4 separate regions of the Zea mays genome follow, and all the other regions are linked to region 4. Evidence: chromatin contacts called from public Hi-C data. All regions are on one chromosome and are shown on one strand. Each heading gives the region's core, a stretch centred on a gene start, on an enhancer-like site or on the middle of the called end of the contact. The rest is flanking DNA. Distances are from core to core; before and after follow the strand shown.

Region 1 (2,700 bases), core at 20-2,519, 140 kb before region 4:
TCGTCGTCCTCACCACGGAAACCGATGGTTGAGAAGCCGACGGGGGATTGAGATGTCCATGTGATTGAGACTTGGCGACGGTGTCAGCTGACAACAACGTACTTGGCGAAGACTTGGCCACTACCTCAGTACTCCAAGTCCCTGATTGTTCAGGATGATCACATTGGACAGAGGACTTAACTCGACGAGCACGAGAGGAAGACCGAAAGTGACAATGCCGCTCCTGATGACCAAGGCAGCGACACCGAATGCAACGGAAGAAAGTTCTTGCGTGAGCTAACTTGGTGATCATGTGCGAGGTAGCGATAACACCTGGCCGAGCCCACCTCTCGAAGTCAAAGCTCCTCTTTGACTTGCTCTTTGCAACAACATCCGATGACATTGGCAATATGGTCTGAAGAGGGAGTACTTTTGACGACGACGTGTCCGGTGATAACGGGTAGCCCAGATGACGGCTCCTGCTAGAGACGAGGCCTCTGTTAGCACTAAGATCGGCCACTGTCATCGATGACGGTAGCCAATCTAGGTAGGAGTGCGGCCCTACATGAAGGGACATGCGCTCGAGAACGAGCACTCGGCGAGCTCGAACGGTGGGCTTGAGGCCGGGCAGATGCTCTCCTTCCACTCTGGTGTCTTGCTCTCCTTCCACGAGCTGAGCGCAGATGAATGGCGGAGTGGCAATACTGGGTCTCCTTCCTCGAGCTTGATGGCCCAGCGGAGGAGCGAGCACATGCTGTAGCCCCCAATCTGGGGTTGGGACTTGGGAGGGTGGAGGAACTGATCTGAACAAGCATGGATCTGGCTGGAGATAGGTGGTGACGAGTACCATGCGTTGACGGCAGCAGAGAGTCGACAACCGGCGCGCGGGGACAAGTCGGCCTTACCTGCGAAGTCGTCCCGGACGGCAACAGCAGCATGCTCCCGGCCCCGGCGGTGGCGGCGAAAATAGCGAGATGATGCACTAGACGCAGCCTGTACACGGGGCACGGAGGGGCGTAGTTGTTAAAGTATGCCGCTGCAGCTAGTATTTGTCTCAGCGCAGTTTTCTAGCTAGCTAAAAATAGTTGAAGAAATATACATACATGAATCGGAAAGGAAATCGTACACAGGATTACCTAATATGTCGCATGTGACACCGAGGCACCGAGTAACGGTGACAACGTGGAAGCTAGCGGGCATCTCGCCGCTTGCATGCGTGCCACCTCGTCCCACGCCGTGGAACCTGCCGCCCGCGTGCATAAAAGGGCGGGGCAGGGGGCTCAGGCCGTCTGGACTCTGGACTGGAGGGCACCAAGCTAACATTTAGTTGCAAAGGAGCGCTAGGAAGAAGAAGCAACGAGCCATGGCCTCCGGTGGCCCGAAACCCAAACTGGCCTACATCATCTTGTACGTGAGGGACGTGGAGAAGGCCGCCTCCTTCTACGACGCCGCCTTCGGCTACACCGTCCGCCGCCTCGACCAGTCCCGCAAGTAAAACGCGTGCGCGCGCGCCTGTGCCCGCCTGATCCGGATGCGCGCCTAATCTGCCGCATCTGCGCGCCTTTCTGGGTTTACTTTGCAGGTGGGCGGAGCTGGAGAGCGGGGCGACGACCATCGCGTTCACGCCGCTGCACCAGCGGGAGACGGACGAGCTGTCGGGGGCGGTGCAGCTGCCGGACTCGTCGGCCGCCGGGAGGGGCTCCGTAGAGGTCTGCTTCGCCTACGCGGACGTCGACGCGGCGTACAAGCGCGCCGTGGACAACGGGGCCGTGGCCGTGAGCGCGCCGGAGGACAAGCCCTGGGGCCAGAAGTCCGGCTTCGTGCGGGACATGGACGGCAACATCGTGCGCATCGCGAGCTACGTGCGAGAGTAGTCGCATTCCGCTGCATCACCATCGGTCGATCGATCAGCCTTTCCCATGCATGTCTCGTATACTACACGTCTACACGTGTACCAAAAAAATAAATATAATCGTTGTGCAGGTCATGTTTGTCTTGGGAGAGGTAGGACCGTGGAAGATGTAAATGGAACCGTGGAGCAGTGAATACAAAAAGCGCCATCTCGTCCCTGTTTCCATTGATCTGTACAATTAATGAATAGAGACTTCTAAATCCGTGTCTTAGTTCTTATATTTCTTCAAATACAATGGTAGAAAAATATATACTTATATTTGTTTCAAATATAATGTATATTTGTTTCAAATATAATGGTAGACTAGTCGGTTGACCGTGCGTTGCGACGGCATACAACAATACCCACGTAAACTATCCATAAAAAAATTCAAGAATTTTTATTGATTGTCTCCGCCCACGTAAACTATCCATAAAAAAATTTAAGATTTTTTATTGATTGTCTTCATTCTCTGTATAATATATTTTTTGATTTGGCTAACTGATGTTATTATTTATTTCATGCAAATATGTCTTGGTACAACACGGTCAATGAAGTGAGCGATTATAAGAGAGTTCACAACGATTAACTGAATGAACATAGATTATAAAATGACATAATTCCATCATACAGAGTCCAAATAAGAGAGTTTGTGAGATCAAGTTTATAAAATAAGTCTAATGAATTCAAACTTATAAAAAAGATAGATCAAAATATGTAGTCATTGCTAAAGTCAGGCATCAATAAAAAATGGATGCGCTCCATATAAATTATGCTACTTCGTAGCAATTACTAACGTTTAAAACCAACAAATAACCTTTCATTTTGCT
Region 2 (2,700 bases), core at 76-2,575, 130 kb after region 4:
TTTATACTAAATTTCGTACTCATCTACGTTGTTTTAGCTCACGTTTTACGCTGAAATCATTCGAGCCAGAACCCGCGCACGGTCGGCTGCACGCGATTTTCACGCCGTAATTTTTGGCTCCGTTTGCTGTTACAAAACAGATATAGGATTTACGCTAAATTTCGTACTCATTTACGTTATTTTAGCTCACGTTTTACGCTGGAATCGGCCCGAGCCAGGACCCCGCTCACGATCGACTGCTTAATTTTAGGCCCCATTTGTTGTTACAAAACAGATATAGGATTTACGCTAAATTTCATACTCATTTACGCTGTTTTAGCCCACGGTTTACGCTGGAATCCGCCCGAGCCAGAACCAGAACCACATACTGCATGATTTATACTGTCAAGTACATGTCATTATGTAGTCGTAAACGCTGTCCACAGTGTCATATTCGTTCCACGTGATTCGGGCTTCAAAAGATTCCTTTATGTATGTTTTACGCATCTTTATTCATATATATATGCATTCGTATATTGCGTTACGCTTATCGTCCTAGAATCTTGGCTGTTGACTGCATGGCTGACGCAAGCACGCGGGTGCTGAGTCGACCGCGTCCTGACTGGGGCTTCCATTAGTAGGGGAAGCCCAGGGCTTCCATTACCTCTTCCATATATATATATATATATATATATATATATATATATATATATATATATATATATATATATATATATATATATATATATACCTGAGCGGACGCCTCCACTTAAATTTTAAGTTGAGATCGCCCTTACTGTTGGACACAGACTAAAGAGTCGTTCACGAACTGACGACCACGCATCGCACCGAGAGTCTAAGACAACCAAGTCACAAATAGAGGTGTAAATGGTTAGAATATTATTCGTTCGTATTTGAATTCGATTCGTCTAGAAGAGCTTAGATCCAATACGTATCCGAGTATGTGTACTTAGTATCTGATCCATATCCGATCTTTATCAGTATTCATATTCTCAAAGTTAAATAAGATATTGATATGCATTGAAATTTTATCCGATATAATTTAATAATATCTATATTCAATCTAAATTTAAAGAGAAAATAGGGAAAGCATATGGAACAAGTAATGCTCGTGTCCCATCCGATTACACCCTAGTCACGAGCGGTTCGCGGTCGGACGGGGTGCAAGTGTGCAACTTATGCACCAACAGGCAACTGGGCCCTTGCGTCCAAGCAGCAGGGAGGTCTAGCACCCCATTGGCCCATCGGCCCATTGGCCGTCTACTCATCCTGCCGCACTGCCCCATTGTGTCTGCGACTGCGAGTGCGCATCCTTCGTCCTTCCCCTTCCCAGCCGCCCTCTCCCCCCCTCTCCCGGTCGCCTCTAACGTCGCTGGTGACTCACGAAGACCTCCATCGACGGCGGTGAAACTGGGGCCGACTTCTGGAGGGTTTGACTTGTTGGATACAGCGCTGGCTCTTCCAATCGCCGGGTGCTCTCTGCCACTCTGTCTTGCGGAGCCCTCACCGCGGAAACCAGTTGGTGCGCGTGGCCATGGCGGTGGCGAAGGTCAAATCGGTCGCCCTCTCCGTCAGTCACAAGTGCCGGGTACTGCTCGCGAGCAATATCAGCGACCGTTTCGCACCTCACTTAGCTACTGCTGTTCTTTCTCTTACTTCCCTCGCCCCTGGTTTCGCAGAACATCTTGGCCGCCGGTTGGGAAGCCCACCTCAACACTGTCAAGGCTGACAACAAGGGAAGGTGCGTACGCTCGTATCTTATCATTTCATCTGTGTATTTGTGCGCATAAGGTCTCAACGGTAAGAGCTGTTTGTCCTGATTGTTTTTTTTTTTGTTGGGGGTGCTATACTGCTATTGGGCAGCAAGAATGAGATTTACACGTCGAGGGTGCACTACATGATCCATAAGGGCACGCCCTACTTGATTGTCCCCGAGAACGACATGCACAACATTGTAAAACTCTTAATTCTTCATTTACTTATGGTGTTCGGTAAATAGTAGTTGCTGTTCAAACTGCATTAAAATTTGTTGCTTGTGTGGAATCTTGTGTTTGATAGAACATTATAATCGATGAGCGGGGGTCTCTTGCAGTATTCAGTCCGATCCGTGGCCGAGTTGCGAGCTTATTGAAGCCATCGAAGGTCCTTCTCTATGAATTTCAACTTGATGCCTTTGAATTTGTTGCTCGTTTGCTTTTCTCGCATCGCTTGTACAAGCACTTTAGTCTTGTTGTTGAATACAGACACCTCCTCGTGTTGCTATGACTGGTGATGTTCTGCGCCTGAAAGACTCAAAGGTAAACTTGTTCTGCAGTCACCCTGCATGCATAAACATGCTCCATTGCTTACTATTGGTAGTAAGGTGATGCCGACTAATCTTTATGTACTGTGCTTAAGGTTCCAATTATTGCCGATAGCCTGAAGCAAACTATTCTGAAGGAACATGAAGCTGCTAGTAAAGCTAGTTATGGAGTGTCAGCAATACTGTCTTCGGCAGGTGCTACCTGCAGGTCCCGGAGTGAGGGCCTCCTTAGTCTACTCAGTGAGGAGAGCTCTTACAACATCTTAAAATTTGACATAGGGTCTGTAACATGGCTTGTTTATTTTTCTGATATTAGGTATCTTTCTTATTATTACTTTATTCAGCACAGCTGAATTTTCATCAATGTTATTCTTTCAGTTCCTGTGTCTACATAGACT
Region 3 (2,700 bases), core at 124-2,623, 200 kb before region 4:
CCTAACAAATAACAATAAAATCAATACGATAAAAAAAATTCAACTAAAATGTCGTTGAATTGCATACTGCAATTCCAATAATTTGCAGTGTGTATATATATTTAGATAAAAGATAGCACTTATGTGCTTCCGATCGTACCTGTCATTACTGTCCATGCTTGTTTGCGGACCTTGAGTCTGCTGACGCTCATCACTGATAAATTACAGAGAAATCGGTGAGATTAAAATGGCGATAGAACGAACAAATTGCACCGAATTCCAAGGTCCCTCTGCCAGTACTGTACCTGCCATTGCCATTATTTGTTAGGGGACCTTGAGTTCGTGTTTGTTGCCCCTCGGTCGAATTTGCTTGGAAGAGCAAAACGAAAACCACTTGGATGAGAATGCACACGGCAACAGCACCAACAAGAGCGCTCACATAGATGGTCGTGTCGATCTGGCGGCTGCTGCCGGCAGCATACGCCCCCAGGAGGCTGATGAGCGTGACGGCGATGAAGCCGTAGATCTCGTAGGAGCGCACCTTCTGGCTGAAGCAGAGCTTCTTCTCCAGGAGCATGACGAGGATGAGCAGGGACGCGACGAACGCCGTGGTGTTGCAGACGAAGAAGGCCTTGAGGCGCGCGTCGTGGGGCCCTCCCTTGAGGATCGCGTCGCCCGGGCGGTGGCCGTCCTCGGAGTGGTCCCAGAAGCCGCCCGGCGCGCTGAGGCCGGCGACGTACGTGACGCTCGCGGCGAACGTGGCGAGGAGCATGAGCACCTTGCGGAGCCGCTCCGGCGCGCTCTGCCCCCTCTTGTCCTCGGCCGCCGGCGCCCTCGAGGCCAGGGCCAGGTGGGCCACGAGGTAGGCGACGACGCCGGCCGACAGCACCAGGGAGTAGACCGCCGTGAGCGTGTCCCGGAACGTCCCCGCCGCGTAGGCGCCCATGAGGCTGAGCAGGTCCAGCACCATGACGGCCCGGAGGACGCCGAGCAGCGGCGCGAGCATGGTGATTCCCCCGTTGTCGTGCAGCACGGACAGGATGAGGACGAGGACGATGACCACGAGCGACGAGGCGAAGGCGGTGGCGTTGCTGTAGAAGAAGGACAGGTAGCGGGCGTAGTTCGTGTCGCGGATGATGGGGTCGCCGGCGATGCGGTCGACGGCGGGGTCGGCAGTCTGCCAGACGCCGCCTGGGGGGTTGAACCCCGCACCGTACGTCACCGTGGCCACCAGCGTGGCCAGCAGCAGGAGATACTTGCGCAGACTGTACTCCCACGACTCATCGCTGCCGCCTGGCTTCGCCATGGCCGGCCAGCACAGCCGCCCAACTCGCCTCTCGGCTCTGGGCTCTCGGCCTCGGGTGCGGCTGACGGCTGCAGCCTGCAGCTCTAGCTACTGGATGCTGAAACGTGCGTGCTGATTGGGAGTTTCCCTTTTTTTTTTTATATGGCTTTTCAGCGACGACTTGACCTCGCGTGCGGCGTGCTGAAGACTGGATGGTGCCACGAAACTTCACCAGTTCACCCCCCACTCCCCAGCGGGCAGCCGGACACAAGCCGTGTCGTTGACGTGGAATAGGAGGCTATAGGTCGTCGGAACCTGACAGGAGTTGTCCTGAGCCACCGGGACAATTGTGTGACCACTGCCAGTCTGCCACCATGTCAGCAAACCGTATTAGGAAAAGCATATCCTACTTTAGATATTAACGACTTATTGCGGTAACACCAACGTCCTCGAAAGTAACAACGAATAAACAGTGCAGACGACCACGTCCAATTTCCTTTTGGAGTACAAGTGACAAGAGGCATGGGGTAGGTGTGGGCTAAGCGACTGGGACAGCTCAAAGCGCTGCACATAAAACCAAATTCAGTTCTGCGTATTATTATTTTTAAAAATCAAATATTATATAATCATTGGATCCAAAATGACAAAAAAAAACTCTGAATCTAAAGGCCAGATCTACCCAAAAAAATTGTTCACAAAAATATTAGATTTGTACATCCCCATGGTCACGGAGTTTCTTTTCTTCCCTCCCGATGCCATCCCACGCCACGTGCGGTCCGCCCCCAACGCTGGCTCGCGCACGGCCGCACCGCTCGGTCCTGACCGCCCTCGTGCGCCTCTCTCGTGTAGCGCCGGCGAACCCCTTCCTTGCTGCACTGGCGAGCCTTCCCTGCCGCGCAGCCATGGACGCCGACGGCCGCGCTGGACGGTGGACCGACCAGCCGCAGCATTAGGCAAGCCGCACGACCAGCCACAGCATCAGGCGAGCCGCGCGAGCACAGGTGGGAGTGAGAGAAAAGAGACGAAAAAAATAGATATCTGTCACTGAGAAGGAGAAAAAAAAAGGAAGAAGAGAAAAAAAAGAGTAAGATGACCGAGAAGACATATCACAATATCTATATTTTAATTTCTCTTCTACTTACAATGTGTTTTGTAGTATATTTATTGAAGTCTACTGATGACAACAGGCTATAAAAAGATCGAGACCCTGACTCCATGTGTTAGATCTTTAAATACCATTTATATGGAAAGCAGCGGAACAAGTGGGATTCATATATAAGACTCGACTTGTATAGTGCTATAGCAACGCGTAATAACTTTTCCACCACCGGAAGAAATATTTTCCCAAGAATGGTATACTTAAGCCATGTTTAGAATAGTTCCAACTCTAAAAAATTCGGTAGAGTTAGTAGAGCAGGTCATTATGTGCTCTAGAA
Region 4 (2,700 bases), core at 11-2,510:
GACACATAGATGTCAATTGCCATGGGTCACACCAATGTTTATTTAGATGGTTATGAAATTACTGGTCGTACCAATTTAGGTCTGTCTAATTGCTACAATGAAGTTATTAGGTATTTGTGTAGTAGTTTTTATATATGATATATTAAGAAAATGAAAAGATACCAAACTATATTCCTTTTTATATCTGTAACATTGTGATCAAAGTTTAGTTTGCCTTGGTCCTTATTATTGTGGCTAAGGCCATGCTCTTTTCTTGTAAATTTTACTTCTAACAAAGACAAACCCCTTTGTTACAGGTTCATCTTGGGTGATGCTTAGTCGATCGTTCCTGGAGTTTTGCTTGCGATGGGACAACCTTCCTCGCACACTACTGATGTATTTCACCAACTTCCTCTCATCCTCAGAGGGCTACTTCCACACAGTGATCTGCAACTCAGAGCACTACCAGAACACCACTGTCAACAGTGACCTGCGGTTCATGGCCTGGGATAAGCCCCCTCTGACGCACCCTGTTAACCTCACAACAGAGCATTTTGATGCGATGGCAAACAACGGGGCGCCATTTGCACACTCTTTCGCCAATGACAATTCAGTCCTGGATATGATTGACGCCAAGTTGTTGGGCCGGGCACCTGGCCGCTTCACCCCGGGTGGATGGTGTTTGGGTAGCTCAGTAGGCGGGAAAGATCCGTGCACCTTCTTGGGAAGATCCTTTATTCTCAGGCCGACCAAAGGTTCGGCCAAGCTAGAGAAGTTGTTGAAACTTTTGGAACCTGATAACTTCAGGCCTAAACAATGTAAATAGGACTCATTTTGCATGTAGCATTTTGTGGGTACTGTTCAGAAGCCAAAGTTTGACGAAATCTTTCTAGTTATTGCGGCAGTTAGGCATACATACAAGTGTGTTGTTGTATACTTGCATCTGGAAAGCTTATCTCAAAAGTGATTTGAGACCATACATGTACTACTGCGGTTTCATCGCTTCCACGGATGTTAAACAACCGATGATAATCAGAGACTTCAGCAATTTTCAGGAAGTCAGTCTTAGGAGATTGTTCGACGTTTTGTTCCTACCCTGTTCCATCTCTTGGAAGTAAAACGCTTCGGTTTGTGCGGCAGATTTTTCATATACATTTTCTCGGCAATATTGGTGAAAATAAAATTCCTGAGCGTTGCAGCATGATTTGAATGGGCTGTGAACATAGCTTTCTCGCAACACCGTCTCTTAATAATAAGGCCCACTCATGTCAAAGTCACTTAAGCCCAACTTGGACATCCACGGTCCAGCTCCAGCTCCAGCCCCACCTTCCAGAAACTGCTCGTACGATCTCAAGAACGCCGCCTCCCCGGTTCCCGCACCCCCGTCGCCGCGCCGGTAGTCTGCCCGTCGCCGTCTCCTCCTCCAGGTACGCGTGGGTCTCGGTGCCTTCACCTCCCCTCCCTTCCCCCGTCATGGCTTACCCCTTCCGGACTTAGCTTCGAGCCGCCGCTGTAAGAATACCCACACATTGATTCCGGTTGCCACTCGGCAGATCTGACCCGCCTGTCAACGTAGTCTGCCGGGAGTCCATCACTGTGCCGGGGCGTTACTCCTCACCGCCGCTGTGTTGCCTCTTCTGCGGGGTTGAGGTATTCCCGCCTGCTGGGACAAGTTTGCTTGCGCCTGCAAGCTGTTCGACCAAATGCTTCTTCGAAGGAAATTAGTCTCTCCCACTTGTTTTCAGCACTGCTATTTTAAAACTAGGAAGAACACCAGAATAGGTAGGAAGAAAATTGCACTATGTCTTGTCAAACAACTTATTATTCGCTGTAACCGAAGCATTTGTGCCTCCCCACCAGAAGCAATTAGTGAAAGCACTCTAACCTTGTTTATCCACGCTTGCGTGCTATAAGTTTGATACTAGTATTCGTCTACAATCGTTCTATCGGTTTAACGCTTCTACCTGTTAGAAATTGGCCCTTGTTATCAGAATCACATTGTCTGATGCTTTGGTTGCTTTGTGCTATTCAAATCAGTATGCTTAAACTGGCTAAACACGTGATGTTCATGTAGTCCATGCCATAGCTAGTAGACATTTATTCAAGCACCATTTGTTCTACTTCTACCTCAGGTTTCTTCAAACATTTCATCTTCCACATTGATTTTTTGCTCCTTGAATAATTGCTCTTCTGTGTGTGTTGTGGTGCTGAGGTGGAATTTATGGATACACGCTGTTGAGCTAATCACACCTATTGGTCAAATCCATGAAGGTGAAGGCGAAGGTGAAGCAGCAGGATGGGTCGGAAGGCCGGTGCTTTGTACATAAACCCAAAGAAGTTTGGTGCTATGGCGAAGCCCTGCATGCCGGAAATGGTTGCCTTCCTCAACTGCCTAGCCTTAAACAAACAGAACGATGACAAGTGCATCAAGCAGAAAGATCTTTTGGTTGCATGCTCTCAGGCTCAGGTTATTATCCACATCACTACTTGTGTTTTGCATCTGTAGCCTTTGTTCTGCCATAGTGTTAAGCTCACATTTTTCTTCTGCTTTGAATGCCTGCTTGTGACGTGATTGCAGAATGGGAGGCCAAAGAACGCAGCCAAGACCATCAATTACCATCTCCAGCGACTTGGGCGAGGCAAGTTCCTCTAGGTGCTGTGTGAGATCATTTCTTCATCCAGCTTTATGCCTTGTACCGAAGTAGAATTGCTGAAATGGGG

The links. A called contact is a pair of places that touch in the nucleus more often than the background predicts.
Region 1: a Hi-C map of leaf shows a contact between it and region 4, with 6 times the contacts expected there. The contact joins the promoter of LOC100280456 here to the promoter of LOC100192898 in region 4. A contact is called at or near these places in 6 of 25 Hi-C or Micro-C datasets (bundle sheath, ear, leaf and 1 more).
Region 2: a Hi-C map of leaf shows a contact between it and region 4, with 4 times the contacts expected there. The contact joins the promoter of LOC100274229 here to the promoter of LOC100192898 in region 4. A contact is called at or near these places in 5 of 25 Hi-C or Micro-C datasets (ear, leaf and an unstated tissue).
Region 3: a Hi-C map of leaf shows a contact between it and region 4, with 2.4 times the contacts expected there. The contact joins the promoter of LOC100275414 here to the promoter of LOC100192898 in region 4. A contact is called at or near these places in 10 of 25 Hi-C or Micro-C datasets (bundle sheath, ear, endosperm and 3 more).

What each region holds. Positions count from the first base shown.
Region 1 is chr1:41,299,501-41,302,200 of Zm-B73-REFERENCE-NAM-5.0, reverse strand. LOC100280456 reads left to right here and starts at 1,269. Exons shown (of 2, transcript NM_001153376.1): 1 at 1,269-1,470; 2 at 1,562-2,056. The coding sequence starts at 1,343. The coding sequence ends at 1,853.
Region 2 is chr1:41,032,904-41,035,603 of Zm-B73-REFERENCE-NAM-5.0, reverse strand. LOC100274229 reads left to right here and starts at 1,325. Exons shown (of 9, transcript NM_001148600.1): 1 at 1,325-1,588; 2 at 1,680-1,741; 3 at 1,864-1,954; 4 at 2,059-2,142; 5 at 2,244-2,297; 6 at 2,398-2,582; 7 at 2,681-2,700. The coding sequence starts at 1,535.
Region 3 is chr1:41,366,313-41,369,012 of Zm-B73-REFERENCE-NAM-5.0, reverse strand. LOC100275414 reads right to left here and starts at 1,373. Exons shown (of 6, transcript NM_001367377.1): 1 at 285-1,373; 2 at 140-193; 3 at 1. The coding sequence starts at 1,285.
Region 4 is chr1:41,164,204-41,166,903 of Zm-B73-REFERENCE-NAM-5.0, reverse strand. LOC100192898 reads left to right here and starts at 1,260. Exons shown (of 3, transcript NM_001350997.1): 1 at 1,260-1,406; 2 at 2,251-2,446; 3 at 2,558-2,700. The coding sequence starts at 2,276. The coding sequence ends at 2,632. LOC103634466 (beta-glucuronosyltransferase GlcAT14A) reads left to right here. Exons shown (of 5, transcript XR_004853117.1): 5 at 297-958.